Linked DNA regions of Sus scrofa: regions 1 and 2 are each linked to region 3. A link is a contact called in public Hi-C and HiChIP or PLAC-seq data. All regions are on one chromosome and are shown on one strand. Each heading gives the region's core, a stretch centred on a gene start, on an enhancer-like site or on the middle of the called end of the contact. The rest is flanking DNA. Distances are from core to core; before and after follow the strand shown.

Evidence for each region. Hi-C and Micro-C count contacts between places; a contact is called where the count stands out from the background. HiChIP or PLAC-seq counts read pairs in DNA pulled down with a chosen protein or histone mark.
Region 1: a contact with region 3 is called in an H3K27ac HiChIP or PLAC-seq map of skeletal muscle, with 11 times the contacts expected there. The contact joins the promoter of GEM here to the enhancer-like site in region 3. A contact is called at or near these places in 9 of 47 Hi-C or Micro-C datasets (embryonic fibroblasts, fetal heart ventricle, fetal skeletal muscle and 4 more) and 1 of 2 datasets of contacts at active chromatin or transcription factors (skeletal muscle).
Region 2: a contact with region 3 is called in a Hi-C map of subcutaneous adipose tissue, with 1.9 times the contacts expected there. The contact joins two enhancer-like sites. A contact is called at or near these places in 5 of 47 Hi-C or Micro-C datasets (embryonic fibroblasts, heart right ventricle, liver and 1 more) and 1 of 2 datasets of contacts at active chromatin or transcription factors (skeletal muscle).

What each region holds. Positions count from the first base shown.
Region 1 is chr4:42,457,010-42,459,865 of Sscrofa11.1, reverse strand. GEM (GTP-binding protein GEM) reads right to left here and starts at 1,275. Exons shown (of 5, transcript XM_001926976.7): 1 at 1,142-1,275.
Region 2 is chr4:42,526,067-42,529,102 of Sscrofa11.1, reverse strand. CDH17 (cadherin-17) reads right to left here. Exons shown (of 18, transcript XM_013996607.2): 2 at 1,980-2,050. The coding sequence starts at 2,030. Among named protein-coding and RNA genes, the nearest start is that of CDH17, 19 kb to the right of the region's middle. Within about 2 kb of position 1,387, at least 11 of the 83 cell types and tissues checked have an H3K27ac peak or open chromatin away from gene starts, as enhancers often do. A contact at or near this core is called in subcutaneous adipose tissue, where this site is marked.
Region 3 is chr4:42,655,707-42,658,406 of Sscrofa11.1, reverse strand. No RefSeq gene overlaps it. Among named protein-coding and RNA genes, the nearest start is that of PDP1, 120 kb to the left of the region's middle. Within about 2 kb of position 1,261, at least 47 of the 83 cell types and tissues checked have an H3K27ac peak or open chromatin away from gene starts, as enhancers often do. A contact at or near this core is called in embryonic fibroblasts, fetal skeletal muscle, retroperitoneal adipose tissue and 2 more, where this site is marked.

The sequences.
Region 1 (2,856 bases), core at 26-2,525, 200 kb after region 3:
GGGATTTCCCACTCCGAGCTGGCACAGAGGCAGCCAGAAGGAACCAATGGCCTCCAGAGATGGCTTGAAAAGCAACAAGTTAATGCAGCTGGGGACCAGCTGGCCAGGTTAGCTGCTCTTGTCTAAACATGGCTCTTAACTGTACTAGCATCCAGACGGCTTTTATGCCTCAGTGGAAAACACGTGACAATGACATCACCCCCCCTGGCTGGACTGGACAAGCACTCATTGGAACTTCCATGTTTAGTAAAGTTGCCCTGATGCTCCCTAGCTCCCTGAATAAGCTACTATTTGAGAGGGAGAGAATTTCTGTTTGAGGTTTGTGCCTCAGCTCTGCCCTCCTGCCCACAGATATTACGTTCAAAACATCCCAGCCCCAGCCCTGTGCCTTGTCCTTCTGGCAGAGAAATGACCTGCTCACGTTCAGACCTGTCAAAATTGCAGAGAAAATGTTTCACTCTTATTAAACCACATCCACTCAGAGAGTTCTTTAACTCAACTCAGATTTCCTCCTTCTGGAAGCAAATGAGAAGGTCAAAGACTCTCCCAAAAGACATTCAACAACTTTGCTACAACTTTCCCTTCTCAAGACTCCCTCCCTCCCTGCAGGGAGGTCTGTAGTACCAGGTTCCCTGAGATAAAGTGGAAGCATTCTCATTTTAACCAGCAAGATCTACTAACAAGGGGGAGACATGCACAGACAGCCCCTTTCTCACACTCGCCCCCACTCTCCACACCCCAAGGCGTCGATGATCTAACCACGATGACCATGACCGGTCGGTTTTTTAATCTTACAAGCAGCGCCTCCGTTGGCCGGCTTGAATTCAAACCACAGGAGCCGAAGTATCACTGTGGGCGCCCTCTGGCCACAGACGGTCGGAGGAGGTGACCTCAGTCAGCTCCTACTGAACTGAACTAAGAAACCCGCTAATGACAAATGGCATCCTTTGCACCTGAAACTCTGGCCCTGACCGGAAAACCACAGCGCAGACAGCAGGTTCCAAAGTCTCTTTTCTCAAGTTAGAAAGTTCTGCGGGCTGGGAACGCCCACCCCTTTCCCAACCACCCGCCTCACTCCGAAGTCGGGAGCACCCACCACCACCCCCATCAACAACCCCCCCGCCCCGACCACCTGACTTACTTGGTGGGAGTCGTCGGAGGGTCGATGTGCGCTGTGATGCCCTGGCGCCGCGCGGGATGCTCGCGCGCTACCACGTTCCGTGCCTCCGCCGGTGCCCGCCGCTCGCAGTCGCCGCGGCCCCGCGGTTTATAACCAGCCCCGCCAACCCGCGCCGGGGCTTTTCCGTGACGTCAGCGCCCCCGCTGGGAGGGGGCGGCTCTGCAGCAAACCCCGAGTTGCAGCCACTTCACTAAATCAGTAACTCGCAGTCATATGACCCCTTTTAAAAAATAACGACAGTTCAATCCCGGGCGCCTTTATTTTATTTTCTTTTTACCAGCTGGGCACAGGAAGATGGGAAAATACACCAAGTGCCACTTAATCGCGCCGCCCAGCAAAACACTTGCGAACTGTCCGGATAAAGGATGGAGAAAGAGGCAGGTTTGAATTGGATGCCCAGTTTCAGGAAAAACAAAAATAAAGCAGGGATCAGGGTGAGGCTGCAGCAGCGCTGAGTGGCCAGGGCTTGTGTTAGCTGCATCTTTTGCAAGGAAAACAGCCTTCTGCCTGCTCCTGTCACCTTCTCTCTGGAAGAGGGAGGAGGGAGAGCCCCATACTGCTTTGTTTCCCTTCTCTGACAGGGATTCAGAGAGAAGGAGCCAGAGGGAGATGAGGAAAGAACAGGTCTTGAAAAATAACTTCATTATGGATCCAAGCAGATTGTGCTAAATGTTGCTGGCCCTCCTGCTCTGGGCGGGGATGCTGAGACTCCTCGATCAGGGAATTTAATCAGCATCCCAATTGGCAACATCTCTGTTCGAGGCTGCCTGGCATGCCTGGCCCTGGGCATGGAGCCAGTGCCTCGGGTCATGGGAGGAGTCTTGAGCCAAACTTTGGGGCCCAAGTCCCCCAAATGACTCCAGATAATAATAATAACAGCCACTTCTACTACCATTTACTGAGTACCTCTGTGTTCCTATACTCAGCAGGTACTGTTAGGCATCTGCAGTACCTTGAACTTTACTACAATTCTGCAAGGTGAATATACTGCTATTCCCACTCTAGGGAGGAGCAAAAGGACCAAAAAACCAGTGAGCTTGCCCAAGGTCACACAGCTCATAAAAGTAGCAGCATCAGGATTCAAAGCTTGGCGTGCCCGGCTCTTGGCACTGCACCACCAGCAGAAGGGTTTCAATGACCTCTTTCTGGGGACGTGGGCATTTCCCAGATGCTGTGTTTGGCGATGACACTGGTCTTTCCAACCCATCCATCCACCTTTCCAGCCAGCTTCATCTCTGGGTTGGCTGGTGGCTCTGGAAGAGAGCCAGAGGTACCAGCATCTATTTGAGTGGCTGGACTCTGCTGTGAATAGGGTCCATTCTCCATTCTCCTGCAGCACTTATCTGCTCTGGGGCTAATCCAAATGACCAGCTGCGGAGACATGCCAGACCCCAAGCTGGCAACAGTGGAATCCACAGAGGAATGAACACTTAGAGCTCTTTTAATCTCAGGTGCCCTGACCCCAGCCTCCGATTTATTTTATGCATGAGGAAGTGGATACCCAGAGGGGTAGCTACCACTCCGTTAGTCATTGGCAGAGCTGGAAGCAGACCCTGGGTGTCATAATTTCCTGAATGGTGCCCTTCCATTTCCATCCTGTTTTCCTTCTGGGCTTGGGAGGGGACAGCTACAGATGTGTGGATTGGGTTGGGGAGGGACAGAGAGAAAAGGAAATT
Region 2 (3,036 bases), core at 138-2,637, 130 kb after region 3:
CCCAACGCCCCTGAAGTCCCAGCACACAGATCGCAGCCTCCCTCCTTCACCCAAAGACAGCTGTGCATGCTGCTGTCTCATGGGCAAGGTGCTTGCTGCCAGCAGTGATTTGGGCAGTATTTCTTACTCCAGATAGAAACCCCACTGGGATGAGAGCATGGAAAGGGAAAACTTATTTTCACCCTTTATCTGGGAAGAAAAATGTGTGTCCCCTTCTTAAACAAGAAGCAAATGAGCCTGCTAATACCAAATTATCATGATGGAATCTTCCCCCCTCTTAGATCTCATTTGTTGTTTCCTCATATAAGTGCATAATTATGTATTTAATTTCACCCTTGTTCCTGGCACTGTGCTGTGTGCTGAGGCTGCAAAGATGACTAAAACCCCGTCCTCCTCATGGAGGACAGGGTACATATGAGTGTAGACTTCAAATATTTCAAATGTGGTCATAATAGGAGTTTCCATTGCAGCTCAGGGGGTTAAGAATCTGACTAGTATCCATGAGGACATGGGTTTGATCCCTGGCCTCACTCAGTGGGTTAAGGATCTGACATTGCTGTGGCTACGATGTAGGTTGGCAGCTGTAGCTCCAATTTGACTCCTTCCTGGGAACTTCCATATGCTGCACATTTGGCTCTAAAAAGCAAAAAAAAAAAAAAAAAAAAAAAAGTATTCATAATAAGAGCTAATATTTATCAAGTGCCTAAACTGTGCCAGTCACTGATTCAAGGGCTTTATTAATGCATTATCTCATTTAATTGTCGATAAGCGCTCTTATTAGACCCATTTCGCAGGGCAGAAAACTGAGGTTCCGCACTTAGTAACTCAGCCAAATTCCTATCATCAGTAAATGACAGTGCCAAGTTCAAACCTTGGCCTGACCTCACCACTATTCTATGATAATACTGACAGCAAAGGACATTTGAGAGGGCAGGAAGAGAAGTCAAGTGATGTTTGACCCAGTTGTAGTCCTAGCGACGTTTTGTGCCCTGTGAGGTCTGTGAGGTTGCATATTGCTCTTGAAGTTAGAATCACAGTTTCCCTCCACCAAGAGGAAATCTCTGGTGGGTTTACCAGTTTGGCTTTACTTCACTCTAGATATGTTGAACTGTGTAGGCTTCCAGCAGCTCTCTAGAACTTGAAATGCAATATGTTATATGTTGCTTTATGTTGTTATATGTTATATGTTCCCTGGAAGAAAGGAACCAAGATTAGCAGTGTGAGGATCTAGAAGATTCCTCCTAAGGGGAAAGCAAATGTTTCTCTGTAATCTTGCTTCATAATACAACAAATTGGCAAGTGATCCCCTTGTGGAAAGCCCCTTTAAGAGCCCCTTGAGGAAAGCCAAGATGGGTGTTCCTCTCTCCACCCCAGATCAAGGGCTGATCTCCCCACGTTCCCTCCAGCTCCGACTTCTAGAAGCCTCTAAGCTGATAGGGTTAGCTCAATAAGTGACCTAAGGACAAATTTGGCCAGAAAACTCCAAACCATATATGGGAAGAAAAGTACAGAAGCAGAGCAGGGTTGAAAATAGAGAAAATACTTTTCTTCATTTCAGTGGTAATTTCTCATGGTCAAAGTTTTTTTTTAAAAAAAGTCAAGATTAAGGGGCATAGATTAACCCTTGTATCAGTACATTTTTCTTTCCAGATTCCCTGAGCTGCATGCGAAGGTCTAAGGTTGATGGATATTTGAAAACCTTGCCTGTGAAGTGGCATCTGCTTTTAAGAGCTGAGGAGGAAGCACCTCCCTGGTTGAAGGTTAGACATATGACTTGTAGCCATCTCATCAAAAATAGCCCACTGGGAAGAAAAAAAAAAATAGCCCATTGGAGTAAACTATGTGTCCTTCGTACACAGTGAGTTAATTTTGATAGACTTTTTTTTTTAAGTGATGATAGCCATTGCTTCCTTGGCACAGGGTAGAAGGATGATGAGAAATATTGTGCTAAATAAACACAGAACATTCTCTTCTCTTACCAAGTAAAGTATCAGGAGACACAAGCAGTCCAGTCGGGCTTGCGTCGTCATGGTTTTCTTTATTCAAACTCCTGTGAATAAACCAGAGATAACTTATTTCCCAGGCTGTTAAAACCACGTCTTTCCAAGCAGAAAGGATCATTGGACGAAATTCAGGTATAAGCCTGGTATAACGGCATCCTCTGTGGAACAGCCTGGTCATCTAGAAGCTTAATGATACCTTATCCACAGCCATCACAAGTCAACATCCTGAAATGAACTTGTGGCAATTCCATTTCTTTAATAACTGCTTTACTTTATTATAGTCTTCTCCATTTAAGAGTCTTAAATGATTGGCAGTAAGTGTAATTTTCACTCATTATATGGATGATGGAGATAAGTTTTGGCCCATGCCAAAATAAGCAGATACTAAAATTTGAGTGGTTCTGTTTCAAAGCTGCAAATTTACGAGATTCTTCAAGCAGGAAAAACTCAAGAAGGTTCACAATCCTTCATTCAAACACCTCTCCACCTCTTTGCTCTTCAAAACCTTGTTGCTAACTATGCACTAAATCAGAGGGGAAAATGTACTTCTTATTACTCCAGAAGCAACCCAGTAAGAATACAAACTCTGGGAGTTCCGGGTGTGGCTCAGCAGTAATAACCTGACGAGTATCCATGAGGACGCAGGTTTGATCCCTGGCCTCGCTCAGTGGGTAAAGGATCTGGCGTTGCTGTGAGCTGTGGTGTTAAGTTGTAGATGTGGCTCAGATCCCATGCTGCTGTGGCTGTCGTGCAGGCTGGCAGCTGCAGCTCTGATTCAACCCCTAGCCTGGGAATTTCCATATGCTGTGGTGCAGCCCTAAAAAGACCAAAAAAAAAAAAAAAAAAAAAGAATCTAAATCTAAACTCTGCCCCTCTTCTCTTCTTCAACATTATTTTTCCCTTTTTCCTTGTGCCTTCATATTTCATAGAAATTATAACTTTTGCTCTAAGACACATCCCAACTGATTTTAAGAGCTGAGATAAATTTTCCACATGGCCTGTAAAGCAGGGCTGTTGCCTATCATAATATTGG
Region 3 (2,700 bases), core at 12-2,511:
CCTATGGGATAAAAGGAGTAAAAACAGTCTATCCTGCCCTAGGGAACTACAGCCCTGTGGTTTCTCCTCCGCTTAACTTACTGTGGGAAATAAATCCCCTTTGTTGTTTTTGATTAATTGATGTATTTTGGGCAGGGTGAGCTCAAGTACCCTAAATTGTGGGGATTTTATGTTGTGTGTTGGGAATTATTAAGCAATAGATGTAAAAATTTTCCCATATCAAAAGTTTGGGCATAGTTCCAGGAGCAGAACTTTCCATAGCAAAACATCATCTGTTTTCAAATTACTCTAGGGGTCAAAGGAAATGCTTGTGGAAGACACTTAGGACCTAAATCAGTCTCACAGGTCAGGCTGGCCACTCGCCTAGGCCTTCACCGGGTGGCATGGGCCAGCCTGTGCCTGCGAGCAGTCAGGCAGGCAGGTTTATATAAAAGGCCCTAGGAATAACACTGTATTATGGTTTTTGTTTTATTTTTTATTACAATGTGAAGCTAGAAGTTCTACTTTGGCCCAGTTCTCTGTATTGTCACAAATCACTAATACTCAAAGTTTGAGATCGTTTATTCAGAATAGCTGGGATCTTAAGTCGTTGTGCCCTGGATTCCGGCAAAGAAAAATATCTCAGGTACATAAGAAAAGTCATAAATGTCATATATAAAAGTTTACGAATTTTATTATTGTCCTACTTTTCTTTTTTGGCAAAATTACGCCTTTTAAAATTCAGTTCACATTAGTCACTGGCCACCCGCGGCAGGTCGTTGGTTTCCATAGTGCCGGCGACTGGCTGGGGAGCTGCAGGGTAATTATTTTGTCACAGGAAGTGCTCATTCCAACACGACATTCTCTCAAACATTGAGGCAGCCCCAGTGTTTCAAAAGATAAATTTTGAGGACCTTGGCGTGAATCTGCACTCTTCTGAATGCCCTAACTTCCTGTCTGGTTTTATGTCTGCTCATTTGCGACGATTCCGTAAAGGGAGCCGAGACACAGAGGATGTGCGGGGGTTTCAGTCCGATGTCCATATTCTGGTTTTGAAAATGATTCAAACGTACCAAACCCCGAAGCAGCCTGCCACTGAAGGCTTTCACCGATGACTGCACAGCCTGGCAGGCTAGGCGGCCCTGGGCAAAGGCCAGCGAGCAGGAGGTCGGAGCTAACAGAGTCCCTGATCCTTATTCATTAAGCAGTGGTGTGTGCAGAACTTTGTACCGGGATCGGAAGTAAATGCCCCCAAAACGCTGAGCCAGCCTTGCAGTCGCGAACCTGCATTAAGCCTGCAAGGTGCGATGAGCTTGCAGGAGGGATGTCTCCAGCCAGGGACGCACCACTAAACCATAGGGGATGGAGTCTAAGGAAGGCTCCTATATTTAGAGAAGGGTTGTGTTTTGTTTTGTTTTGTTTTGTTCTCTCAAGTGGAGAAGACTCCAGATCAGGGTGGAGATGCCCTCTGAATTTCCTTTCTCCCGATTTTGTTTGGAATTCTCTAGGAATTTAGGCGGACTGGTATCCTCTCTACCCCTGTCCAGGACTCTGGCGGGGTCGCTGCCTCTGACTCACATTGAGTGAGGCTGAGAAGCCATCAGCCCCAGACTTAACCTTTCACAGACTTGGAAACTAGCCCAGGGAGGAGGAGGTCAATCCGCTGACAGAGTGGATTTGGATTCAGCTCACTGTTCGCTCCAAAGGAGCTTTTATTTTTGACTCCTTCCCCACTGCCCTTCCTCCTACCCCAGGCTTCTAGAAGATGATCCGTGTCACTTCCAAAATGTTTTCCCTCTGGAAGAGAAAAAGTTGCCCTTACTGAGGCACAGGATCAGAGGTGGGACAAAACTGAGCTCCTGCTGGAAGCCAGATAGGAAGTCATAGCTTTTTCAGGCATTTCTCTGAGTAAAGCCAAGAAACCCCAAAAGACAAGAGGAGGTTCTGGAGTCATTTTGAATAGTTTCCAGGAATCACAGTCAAAGTCCTGGTGTCTGAGACTGACCCTCTTCTACGTGTTTGGGACCCTGAGATGAGGCAGGCCCTGTCCTCAAGATCTAAGAGTCTAGGGAGTTCCCGTCGTGGCTCAGCGGTTAATGAATCAGACTAGGAACCATGAGGTTGCGGGTTCAATCCCTGGCCTCCTTCAGTGGGTTAAGGATCCCATGTTGCCATGAGCTGTGGTGTAGGTCGCAGACGCAGCTCGGATCTGGCGTTGCTGTGGCTCTGGTGTAGGTAGGCAGCTGCAGCTCCAATTAGACCCCTAGCCTGGGAACCTCCATATTCCACGGGTGTGGCCCTAGAAAAAGACAAAAAAAAAAAAAGGAGTTAAGAGTGTAGTGTAGAAGGCAGAAAAGGAGACCAGATCTAATGACAGCCCTGCTGCTGCAAGAGAGCATGCGCAGCACTTCAGGAGATGGGGGAGGTGGAAGGGGCACCTTTCTCAGTCCTCTGGGGTATCAGGTAATAGAGGTTCCTGCAAAGCCTGTGGCATTGCCATGAGTTGTGGTGTAGGTCACACCCACACGGCTAGGATCCTGTGTTGCTTTGGCTGTGGTGTAGGATAGGAGCTATAGCTCCATTTCTACCCCTAGCTTGGGAACTTCCATATGCCACCAGTGAGACCCTGAAAAGCAAAACAAAATACAAAAACAAGAAACTCACCACAGACTTTTTTTTTCTTTTTTTCTTTTTTTAGGTCCACATCTGTGGCATATGGAA